Linked DNA regions of Siniperca chuatsi: region 1 is linked to region 2. Evidence: chromatin contacts called from public Hi-C data. All regions are on one chromosome and are shown on one strand. Each heading gives the region's core, a stretch centred on a gene start, on an enhancer-like site or on the middle of the called end of the contact. The rest is flanking DNA. Distances are from core to core; before and after follow the strand shown. Region 1 holds the start of arrdc3a (arrestin domain-containing protein 3a). Region 2 overlaps adgrv1 (adhesion G-protein coupled receptor V1).

Region 1 (5,459 bases), core at 2,805-5,304, 70 kb after region 2:
CCAAAGATATTCTGGGCTAATGCTCTTAGCGGCATGTGGAGAGAACACCTGGTGCGATCCAAGGCCCAGATTTGGCACTGCGGGCTGAGTCAGCCAGGTCCTTTACCAGGAGAGTTTCTGGCTTACTAGGAAATATTGATTCTGTGCTGATAATGGTGCGAGTAATGGTGATAACAAGGACAAGAGGAGACTAATGAGGGCAGGAACACATGTGTCTATGCCAATTATCTCTGGACAGAGGCAAAGTTGCAAACGAAAAGAAAGAGCAGTTATGCTAAAGGTTCGAATGGGGTGTGAGAGTGTGCTGAATACAGTAAGACTGTACTCACCATGAGGGAGTACTCCACTCTGATAATGCTGCAGTCCAGGATGGAGGGTGAGACAGGTGGGATCTTCAACATCTTGCCGCTCCAGGTCTCTGTTTTGCCCGAGGACAGAGACTCTCCCCGCAGGTTGGCCACCAGCTGCTTGACCTCCTTCATCTTCCCTTTGGCATAGAAGGTCTGGGTCTGGTAGATGGCGGCCTTCGGCACCACCATGCGGGATGAGCAGTTCTCAATCTCTGCAAAGATCTGGATCGACTCTCCTGCAGAGTTCGAGAGGGTAGAGGAGAGGTTAATTGAAGTTTCTCTACATTTCTATAAATGGTTATCATCTTTTTATCCAGTGTGTAATTACTAATCAACGCAGTGATCTGCAGAGTGTGATACTTCCATTAACTTATCTGGTTAATAGTTGACTAACAAGGTTATCAGTTGAATTATTAATTTATTTTCACCTGGGGTGTATCCCTTCCTTTCAATTTTGGCACTTAGGGAAATAGGACCTGAGGTGCAGAACCAACAGCAAAGCGTCTTGTCTTTTGTGCCGGCCTGTGGTGACTTAAGGAAAAAGAAAACAGATGCATTAGCAAACATAGGAGAATTTTTCTTCATATTCCCCACACCACAACCACTGAAAAAAGGGTTAATAATAATATATGGGCAAGTCTGTTCCTGCTATCCACTGGATCATCAGTCAAAACTAGATGACGTTTTTCCTTTGACTCTCATTCCATATATATATTTTTACACAATTCAGGATGATGACATTTCCCCAAACACATGGCCAGGCAAAACACACATGGAAACAGGCAACAAGAGATTAAAATTCTTTCCAAAATTGCCCCGTAATTAGGAAAATGAGTCTCATCGAAGTCTGATTCCCTTCGTACAATGCCTAGGGCTGCTTCAAAAGAACTTACCAGTAATAATGGAGTGTTGATGTCAATGTGCTCAAAGACTGTAAATTCCTTCTTGGTCTTCATGGGCAGGAGCCATGGCCTGTGGAGTTCTGCCTTTACCCAATAGCGCACACTGCCATGCTTCCCTTCGAAAGAGGTAGCCAGAGGTCTACAGGAAAGAAGGAAGGAGGAAAAAAAGAAAAGGGTTGTATTAACTGTCAAAAGCTCACACGGGATACAGCTGAATTATGATGGTATTGATATTTAATTTCTGACTGGAATGTAGTATGAAGACACTTACGTCTGTGGAAGCTCGAGGCTGAATGCATACTCATGTCTTCCTGAATGAATAGTGGTGAGTCCTTCCTCAGAGTTGTCATCCTCTGAAAAACAAGGAGGATAATATTCCAAACACATGTATACCATACCTGGGTAAAATGCTCTACGAAGGCATCTGAAAGTCATACCAAAAACACAGGGTGGGGGAGACAAAAGAGAATGAAGGGATTTTACTATCATATCTGTCTGTAAAAAAAATTAATGTATTGAGAATTAAGCAGCAGACGAATATTTAGAGGACATCAAAAAAGAAGTTGGTTGTTTGAGGTGCCAGAAACTGAGCTGTGCAAGATTGTGCTGTTGTATGAACAAAGAACTACATCCTAGAGATACCATTGTGGCATGTATGATGGAAATACATAACCTATGACGGGGGAAACGGGGCTATATGGGGCAACAATAAAATCCTGATCGGTAGATAAATCTGTATCACTAACATTTATCTCTAGATTAAAAAAAAAATACTCTTGTTTTTCAGAGGGAGGAGAGGACACTTTCGCATCGTCACACTGCTCGTAAAATGTTGTAAATTATTTTTTTTTTTAAATTTCATTTTAAAACATCAAAAGTGCATTTTGAAGAGTTGGGTCGGGTGTGCTTCTGCCAGCTCAGCACTCCCTCCCCCTAGCAGCAGCCGTGTGGTAAACAAGTGCGGAGCTGTCAGTCAAACGGCAGACTCTAGCAGGAGGAGACCGGCCTGAACCGGTGTGAGCAGCTTCCCGCAGCCGCTCTGCTCTCATTACGCATTCACGCTGTGCGACACCGCAGTCACTACTACTAGCCTGTTCCGACCCCAGTTTTCCACTTTAGCATCAAAGGAAATGTTTCATTAAGAGCCTAAATGTAGCTTTGCTAGAAATATCGTTACAATGCAACAATGCATCTCCTCCATTTAAACCTCAGCCCTTATCGATTTGCCTTAAAATGACTAAACGCCTGACAGTCACGCGGAATGACAGCTAGCCAAACCCAATTCACCTGCTACAAACATAGTAGGCTGCTGCAGAGTGGACCAGAAACGATTCGTCCATTCAGTGGTAAGAGTAAAGATGTTGCAGATGGCCGAAAACACCCAAACCACTACAGGCGTTCATGCATATACAGACGCTCACAAAGGGGTGCTTTTTACTCTCACAAATATCAACCATTCTGTGGATAAAGTGACACCATTTGTGTTGGGACATATGTCTCAAGCACAATTCAACGGCATATTATAATTCCTGAAAAACATATGCACAGATTAGAAATATTTTCAATGAAACAACGTATCAGCTTTGCAGCTCTACCTCAGCTTTTAATTGATATTAAATCAAACTGCAGGTGTTTTCTTAATTAAAAAGTTGCAGAATTGTATGTCACTCTCTGCAAGAGAGTGATGTCATTGGCCACACATGAGCACCTCAGCCAATGACACGGGGCATGTGCTTTACTCCGCCCCATCCCGGTCCAGTTTTCTGAACAGGATTGAACCGCTTTGAACAATGGGTGGAAACTTAAGAAAAGCTACAAAGAAACACCCAATATGATGCGTTTCAGCATTGAAAATGTCTAACAAAGCTGTATATACATCACTGCAAGTCATTACTCTATCGCCCTGTATCTAAAAAGAATTATATAATTCTCGCTGTACACTTAAAATACTATGAAAAATACAGTTTCCTGAGCTGCTGTCATCCATTCTGACACCTTGACACAAACAAGTAATGATGGAGCTGTATCTGGCCAATGTGACCAACTACTTTAATACCAACACCACCACATAAAGAGGGTGTAACATGAAAGTTATTCATCTGTCTGTGCATATTGTGTTATTATCACTGTTTCTAACATTCAGGACAACAGCATCCTCCAGTGAACCGGCACAAAGGGCATCTCCCAGTCAGTTTCTCTAAAACTTCTGCTAAACAATAAAAAAAAAAAAAATTATACTCCCTTACCTCTCTCGTGTCCAATTAAAATGTCTTTGTGATTTAGATATTCCACTTCTTCTGTGTAGTTTTGCGTGTAGGCAGTGTTGGATCCAGCATTTCTCGATTCAGTCCAACGAACTTTTGCAAATCCTTTTGCGTGGATTTTGAGAGATTTCACACGGATTTCTCCCGTGACTTCGATGATCACCCTCCCTGAGACGCAGTCCCCGCTGGAGAAAACGGGGACATTGCTGTCATTGAGACAGTCGTAGCTTACTGTGAAGCTCTTTACCTTTCCTAGCACCATGGTGAAAAGAGATAGGCTACAGAGACCTTGAAATCAAATAAAAAAAGTCTGTGAAAAAATAGTCTCATAAGAAAAAGGGGATGCAGTTTTTAGACACTGATCAGTATCTCTGCCCTGCAAAAAGCAGTAGGCACGATCAGTGGCTTCTTTGCGAGCAGTTCATTGAGATGTGTGATGGCTGAATAACAGCAGAGGATGCTGTTATCATCCGCCTCTTTGCTAGTTGGTCTCCAGTCAAAGACAAGGAAACCCCCGTAGCTCAGCTCACTTTAAGCGACAGGCTGTGTGAAAAACAACCTTCAGCGCATGCGCAGGGCTTCTGCCCCCTCCTTCCGCCTTCTGGAACAAGGCAGAGAGGGAAGTGTGGCTCTGAGCCAGATGACAAGTTTGGTCAAACAGCTGAAAGATTGCAGAAATGTTAACCACAGTCGTTTTAAAGGTGAAACTTAACAGGGCATCTGCTAGCATATTGTTATATATTATATGTATTTAAAATACATGAATACATCCGCCCAAAATTTCTCATCCCAACTTGTTTCCAGATTTTTAATTCAGAGATGGATATAAGGAATATGTTTGCTGATTGAACTAGAAACAAATGAAAACACTCTTTATAATATGTGATTATATAGTAACCATTCATAAATAGTACATCAACTCAGAATCACTTTTATATGCCTACCGCTCCCAGTCTTATGTCTAGGCATATGACTTAAGTGCCTGCACATTTATCTGTGATATAATCGATACATATGGTCTCACATATATCCAGGCTCACTACAATCTCTACATCCATGTACAATCAACAGAAAATCGTGCATGATGTCTGCAGCACAGATCATGTAGAATTGCTGTAGGCCTACGATTCAAGGGGGGTGGTGAGCAGAAAAAGCTTCCTATATATTCATCTATCGCATATATTGTCTTTTTAATTTCGATTTAAAGATCCATGAGCATATGGGGGGTTGGGATTTCTCATTGTGTTGAACTCACGGTTTACAGAAAAACAACTCAGAGGCTCAAAACGCCACCTGGTGACCATCGTGGCTTCTACAATGAGCTGCAGTATCACCTGTTGAACAGCACTGTAACTCATGTATTCATCAAACAATTCATGACTGCAAAACAACCCTTTCATTTCTAATTCATTGTGATTATTTACAAGGTGCCACATCAATTCAGCAATACAATTTGCCCATAATGAGCATTTAAATTACAGGAAGTAGGTGTATAATACCTGGGTCTGTGGAGCTCCATGGTTGCAAGATCCGCAGCAAACATCAACGTTATTGGATGGCATCTGATTAAAATCGGATGGCGTTTGATTCAAACCCATAAATTATTGATCATATTTCATGCTACTTCCTATAATTTAAAAAGTGCATCAATTCACTTTTCACATCAATCAGTCATATGAGGTACTATTTTGGTTTCACCATTCATTAGCCTAACTAATAAATAGTTGTGATCTTGACAGTGCCAGCTCAACAAAATTGTGCAGCACAGATGTTTTGTTAAAAGATGAATGCTGCCCTCTAGAGTTTCCAGTTTGTTATTACATGGTAAAAAGCGTATGTATCCCCCATTAAGCGTTTTTCCCTTCTGATTAATCTGTGGAATGATTGGGTGTTTAATATTTATGTTTGTACGTTAAGTTTCTTTTCCAAGTTAAAAAAACACG
Region 2 (5,137 bases), core at 510-3,009:
TACTGAGAGATAATAATGATTTGTACCATCCACCACCTAAAACGTGAGTCCGCTCACTGTGAACAAATGTGGTTTTGTGTGTGTGTGTACGCACCACATCTTTGTCACATCAGAGGTTATGCAGTGGCAGTCTCTGGCTCTGGCCAGTAGTTTGTTCTCCCCTCAGCAAGACAACTGAAGATTGTCTGTGTAGAGTGGAAATTTACCCGGTGCATATGTATTATGTAAGTGAGCCTCACCTGGTTGTTTGTGTGTATGTATCTTAATGTGCATGGGATTTTGTGCTCATCATCATGTCAGGGCTTATCACATGAGCAGCAATATTGCCCAGTTATTGCTTGGGCAATCAGAGGTCTGGTATGATGAGTATGTACAGTAAGTACAGTTTATGTATGTGCAAATGTACATACAGTTTTAGTGGGTTATCCACATAAGCCACATTGAAGAAATATTTTTTAAACAGAAAATTGTATATTCTCTAAGAATTGTGTCCCTCCCAATACAGATTTTTTTTTACTGTTCTGTGACAATTATCTTATATTTCAAGAACATTGTAAGTCCATCAAAATCAAACACATTGCACAACTTCTTTTCCAATATACAATGCTTTACTCCCCAAATGTTTTCTGTTAGCTTACCGTCATCAGGGTGAAGATAATTAAACTGAGGTTTATTGTGAATGGAACAAAAACACAGAATCTGATCTTTTCACTACTTTTGATTTGGACTACAGTTATATGTGGTCCTAAATGCAATAAGACCACATTGTAAACTCTCATATCAGTATTCATGCGTTTTGCTGTGTCTCCAGGGGACAGATCACTGCCGTCATTAGTCTGCATTCATTTTACCAAAACATAAATCAATAACAATAGAGACAGCAAGGTCACAAAATTAATGGATATTTTTTGACAAATAGGTGGCTGACGGTTTAATTCCTCTTTTTATTTGCACCCTTTTTCTCTCCTTTTCTCATCTTTCAGCTCCTAGGGCACTTCATAATCCCATTTAGATTCATCCCTTTCCCACTATTTCAGAAAAAATTAGAGGGTGTTTTCCTTAATATTTCCTAACAGGACATGACATGGGTTACTGACAGTCTTTCCAGGGAAAGGTGAAGAAGTGTCAAAGAAGTTATAGTTCTCCTGTAGCACTGTATGGCGGTACCTGTAGTCACTAAACAAACTGTAAAATTTACAACTTTGACAGTTTGAGATAATTACAGGAACCCCATTTAGACCTGTTATTTCAACAAGATATGTTTCTTCTGAAAGTCACTAAACATATTAGTATTGAAATATTCCCCAGAGCAGTGGTGTTAGGTCGTTGTTTTTTAATAACATATGACTGACAGAACTCTCATATTTCATATAATATATAATATAATACTTCAGCCTGGTCAAATACAGAATGGCATTTTGGAGATATGTGGGTGCTTGAACACACGTATCCAGGTGCCGGTGTGGGAAAGGAAAATCTAATCTCCAACTCTATTGCAAACAAAACACAACTTAATTTATCATCCATTGTAATAAAATAGCCTTCCACATCCCAGACAGCCATTCCCACACACTCAGTGAAGTGTTTACCCCAGTGGTCCCAGTGCTTTGTTCCAGAATCTGGGAAGTGTTTAGGTGACTCGTAGTTCTGATTATAAAGGATTTCCTGTTAGCTCTTGGACTGAATCCAGCATTCTGAAGTCTGCACCTCACTCCACAAACATACGCACATAAACACTAATTTCTACCCCCCCCCCATACACCACCCACCACCCTCACTTCCAGTCTCTGAGCAGAATAAAGAAGCTGTCTGATTGCTGTCGGATTCCTAAAAGTTCCTGTTTGTCGTCAGTGTGTATGTGTACATGGGGGGGAGGGGGATTTTAGGTTTTGGACGAGCGTGCATGCAGTTCCTCAGTACTCCAGGAAAGGAAAAGGCATGTATAAATTGCGTAATCCAAGACCTTACCGCATCTTTGTCTGCAGAACAGAAGATCAACACAAGTCCATGTAAATGAAGTGAGTGACTCTGCTTTTCCTAAGGAAGTTTATCTTTTCCCATCATGACCAATCAATCATTAAATCAATAAACAGAGAGAGTTTTTGTGTGTCTATGTGTGTATACTTCTCTGGTTGACGTCAGGGAATATGGCTATCTTATCGTATTCTATGCTTATCCCCACAAGTGTTTGGAAACAAAATGAGAAAGCAAAAGAAGGGAAAGAATGAGAAGAAAACACAGTGTTTACTTATTCCTTCTCCCATCCATTCTCAGATTCTTCCTGTATATTTTTCTCAGAAACTGCACATGAAAGGTCCCTTAATGCTTTAACAAAAATTTTCTTTACAGTGTGTCTTAGGATGTTATTTTTGCTTGCAGTTGTTAAAGAATATGCAGCAAGATAAAATATACTGCATGTCCTTGATAAGATTTTAATGCAATTCTAAGCTCTTTACTGTCTGTCAGCATGAGCTAATGGCAGGCAAGTGATAGAAGGGTATAAAGTATCAGCAGTCAGAGCCTGTGTTACTGTGTGTGCGTGTGTGTATCCCGGTAGGGAGTTTAACCTGAATGCACACTAACCCATAGGGACTCTGTATCACTGTGGGGACAAAAATTGAGGTCCTCATGGGTAGAGACTGCTTTTTGAGGGTTAAGACTTGGTTTTAGGGTACAGGTTACAGTTAGGTTAAGGTTAGGGGTAGGGTAAGGGTTAGGGTGATGGTTAAGGTTAGGGTAAGGGACTAGGGAAAACATTATGTCAATGATGGGGATAGTGAAACAAACGTGTGTGTGTGTGTGTGTGTGCGTAGACAGGACAGTGGAGAGGTGAAGACGGCCTCTTGGGAGACTCACATTACGCTCTCCTGGCTTGTCCAACACCTTGTGCCTAGTGTTGCCCTGACTCCTCTCCTCCTCATATGATCCGACTTTTCAAATCAGCAGCCTCTTTCTTCCATACAACACTCACTGTTCATTGTGACCTTGTCTGTTTTCCCTGATGCCGAAAAATTAGGCTAAACTATACAAACTAATAGCAATTTTTTTGCTCGTAAATTTTCTTTCATGTCTTCATTTTCCTATTTTACTTTCATCTGTCCTTTTCCTTCTCCTCTCACCCAACCTTAATTATTTCACAAAATGATGAGTAATGTCCCTGTTTCTATTCTCTGTCCCCTTTATCATTCTGGCTGCAGCTGGGCTTAGCTGGGAGCTGTGACATTACAAGCTGCACCAAGACTGTCTCTCCCGCTCCTTCTCACTCTATCTCTGCGAAAGTGGCTGGTCACATCCGGTGTGACTCATCAGTTTTACCAATGATGATATTTTGTCATGTTGCGTTTCCCTAAACTGGTTACAGACCCTCAACTTGCTCTCAGAGACTCACCAAACATTTGAGATGTCTGCCAGGACCATTTTCGTCACAGTGTAATAACATCACCAACAATGGAATGACTGCTAGTCCTTAAAGGTACCCTGTGGAGTTTTCTTGTAAACACAGTTGTGTTTACATTCAATGTTTCTCACAAGAACACATTGCGTATGTCCTTGAGGCCTGTGTCACATTTATTTCTCAACAAAACATTTGCAGACCAGGTTGGAGTGTTTGGAAACTTGCATTCTTTCCATCAATGACAGCTTGCAGCGTTTTCTTTCCTTCATTTTGTTGGCACATTTCATCGAGTTTTTTAGCAGTCACCCAACTAACTGTTGATCAGTTTCAAATGTGTAGTGCTTGCAGTGCTTGGTTTACTGTAAATAGACCATCTTATTTAACACCAAGCAATCAGTTTTTTGGCAGATATAGTCAGCAAACTAAACTAGCTTCTGAAGGTGATCTGACCTAAAAAATACTGAGATTTCATGTGGCATGTGTTCTGTAGTCTATTTTAGCCTGATCATCTTCATCTTGGTAGGCTAGATGAAGTAAAGGGCATTGAAAGGGATACTAAACTTAGACTTACACCTGTCCGTAGTATACAGCCTACTGCTTGATCATGTTGCATTATGTTGCACTAAAATCAACTTCACACAATGGTTATTCATCTCAAACCATAAAATCTGCAACACAGAATTAAAAGCTCAGGTAATGTCATAGCCTTTTCATATTTCTTATGATCATACTCACTTTCATGAGGATATAAAGCAATGTTCGACTAATTTGTGTCATCATGTATCAAGCACTTTCCTGACACACTGTGTGCACTCTCATACAGTATGTGCAAACATCAACAATCTGTGTTGTAATAGAAATGTAACCATCCTTTGTAGCCCTCACCCACTTACTGTTGCGCAAATACTTATAAAGGCAGCAGTTATTCATGAATCGGTTTAGTTATTTATCTACCAAGGTGGTCAGATATTTGTCTTATCTGGATTACATCATGAGGTTGCCATCAGGATGAAACACGCATACACGCATACGACTTTCTGCTAATGTGAGCCATCCTTGTCAGTCCAGTACAGGTTTCCTTGGTAAACTATTGACCAATAATAAACTAGTTATGTTCAGTCAATAACTCACTTTGCTAAATATTGTAATGGATAATAAGGAGATAATGCCCTTTAGCTGTGTAGTATTTGCAGTATTCATTATATGCATTTACTATGCTTTGGCATAGGTTGCATGCAGTTATGTTTGTGTGTCCGTGGTCACCTGTTTGCCCCTATGACAATTGATTTGCTAATATCTACAAGTGCAATATAAATTGGATTAATGGTACTGGTTTTCTAACCATCCATTGTGCAGCGGCAGACTGCCCTTACTGGACTCTGGAAGTTACACTCTCATTTTTGCCACATGTGTGTTGTCCTAACAGCTGGTGACCCTAGAAACACTTCCATGAACTTTCCTCTATTTCCAGAAAAAGCACAGTAAACAGGAGGCCACAGTAGCCATTCTCCTTCATCAGAGCACTATATTGAGCTCCTGTCTTGTCTGGTAGCTGTCAGACATGAGGCAGCATACATCCATGAGAAAATGCCTAGAGCAGTTATTTCTGGGGTGATGGGATATTTCAGTTATACACACCTTTAGACAGTAAAACAAGTCCCTGTGTTAAGGCCATAAACACAGATTCACATAAACATGGATATTCAGCTGCAATATGTAGTAAGTTACTTTTATATCAGATTA

What was found. A called contact is a pair of places that touch in the nucleus more often than the background predicts.
Region 1: a contact with region 2 is called in a Hi-C map of liver, with 5 times the contacts expected there. The contact joins the promoter of arrdc3a here to the enhancer-like site in region 2. A contact is called at or near these places in 3 of 3 Hi-C or Micro-C datasets (liver, skeletal muscle and an unstated tissue).

Annotation. Positions count from the first base shown.
Region 1 is chrLG5:15,303,580-15,309,038 of ASM2008510v1, forward strand. arrdc3a (arrestin domain-containing protein 3a) reads right to left here and starts at 4,055. Exons shown (of 8, transcript XM_044198064.1): 1 at 3,499-4,055; 2 at 1,524-1,605; 3 at 1,244-1,391; 4 at 779-881; 5 at 330-586. The coding sequence starts at 3,778.
Region 2 is chrLG5:15,235,487-15,240,623 of ASM2008510v1, forward strand. All of the region lies in intron 88 of adgrv1 (adhesion G-protein coupled receptor V1), which reads left to right. Among protein-coding and RNA genes, the nearest start is that of arrdc3a, 70 kb to the right of the region's middle. Within about 2 kb of position 1,760, the one cell type or tissue checked has an H3K27ac peak away from gene starts, as active enhancers do. A contact at or near this core is called in liver, where this site is marked.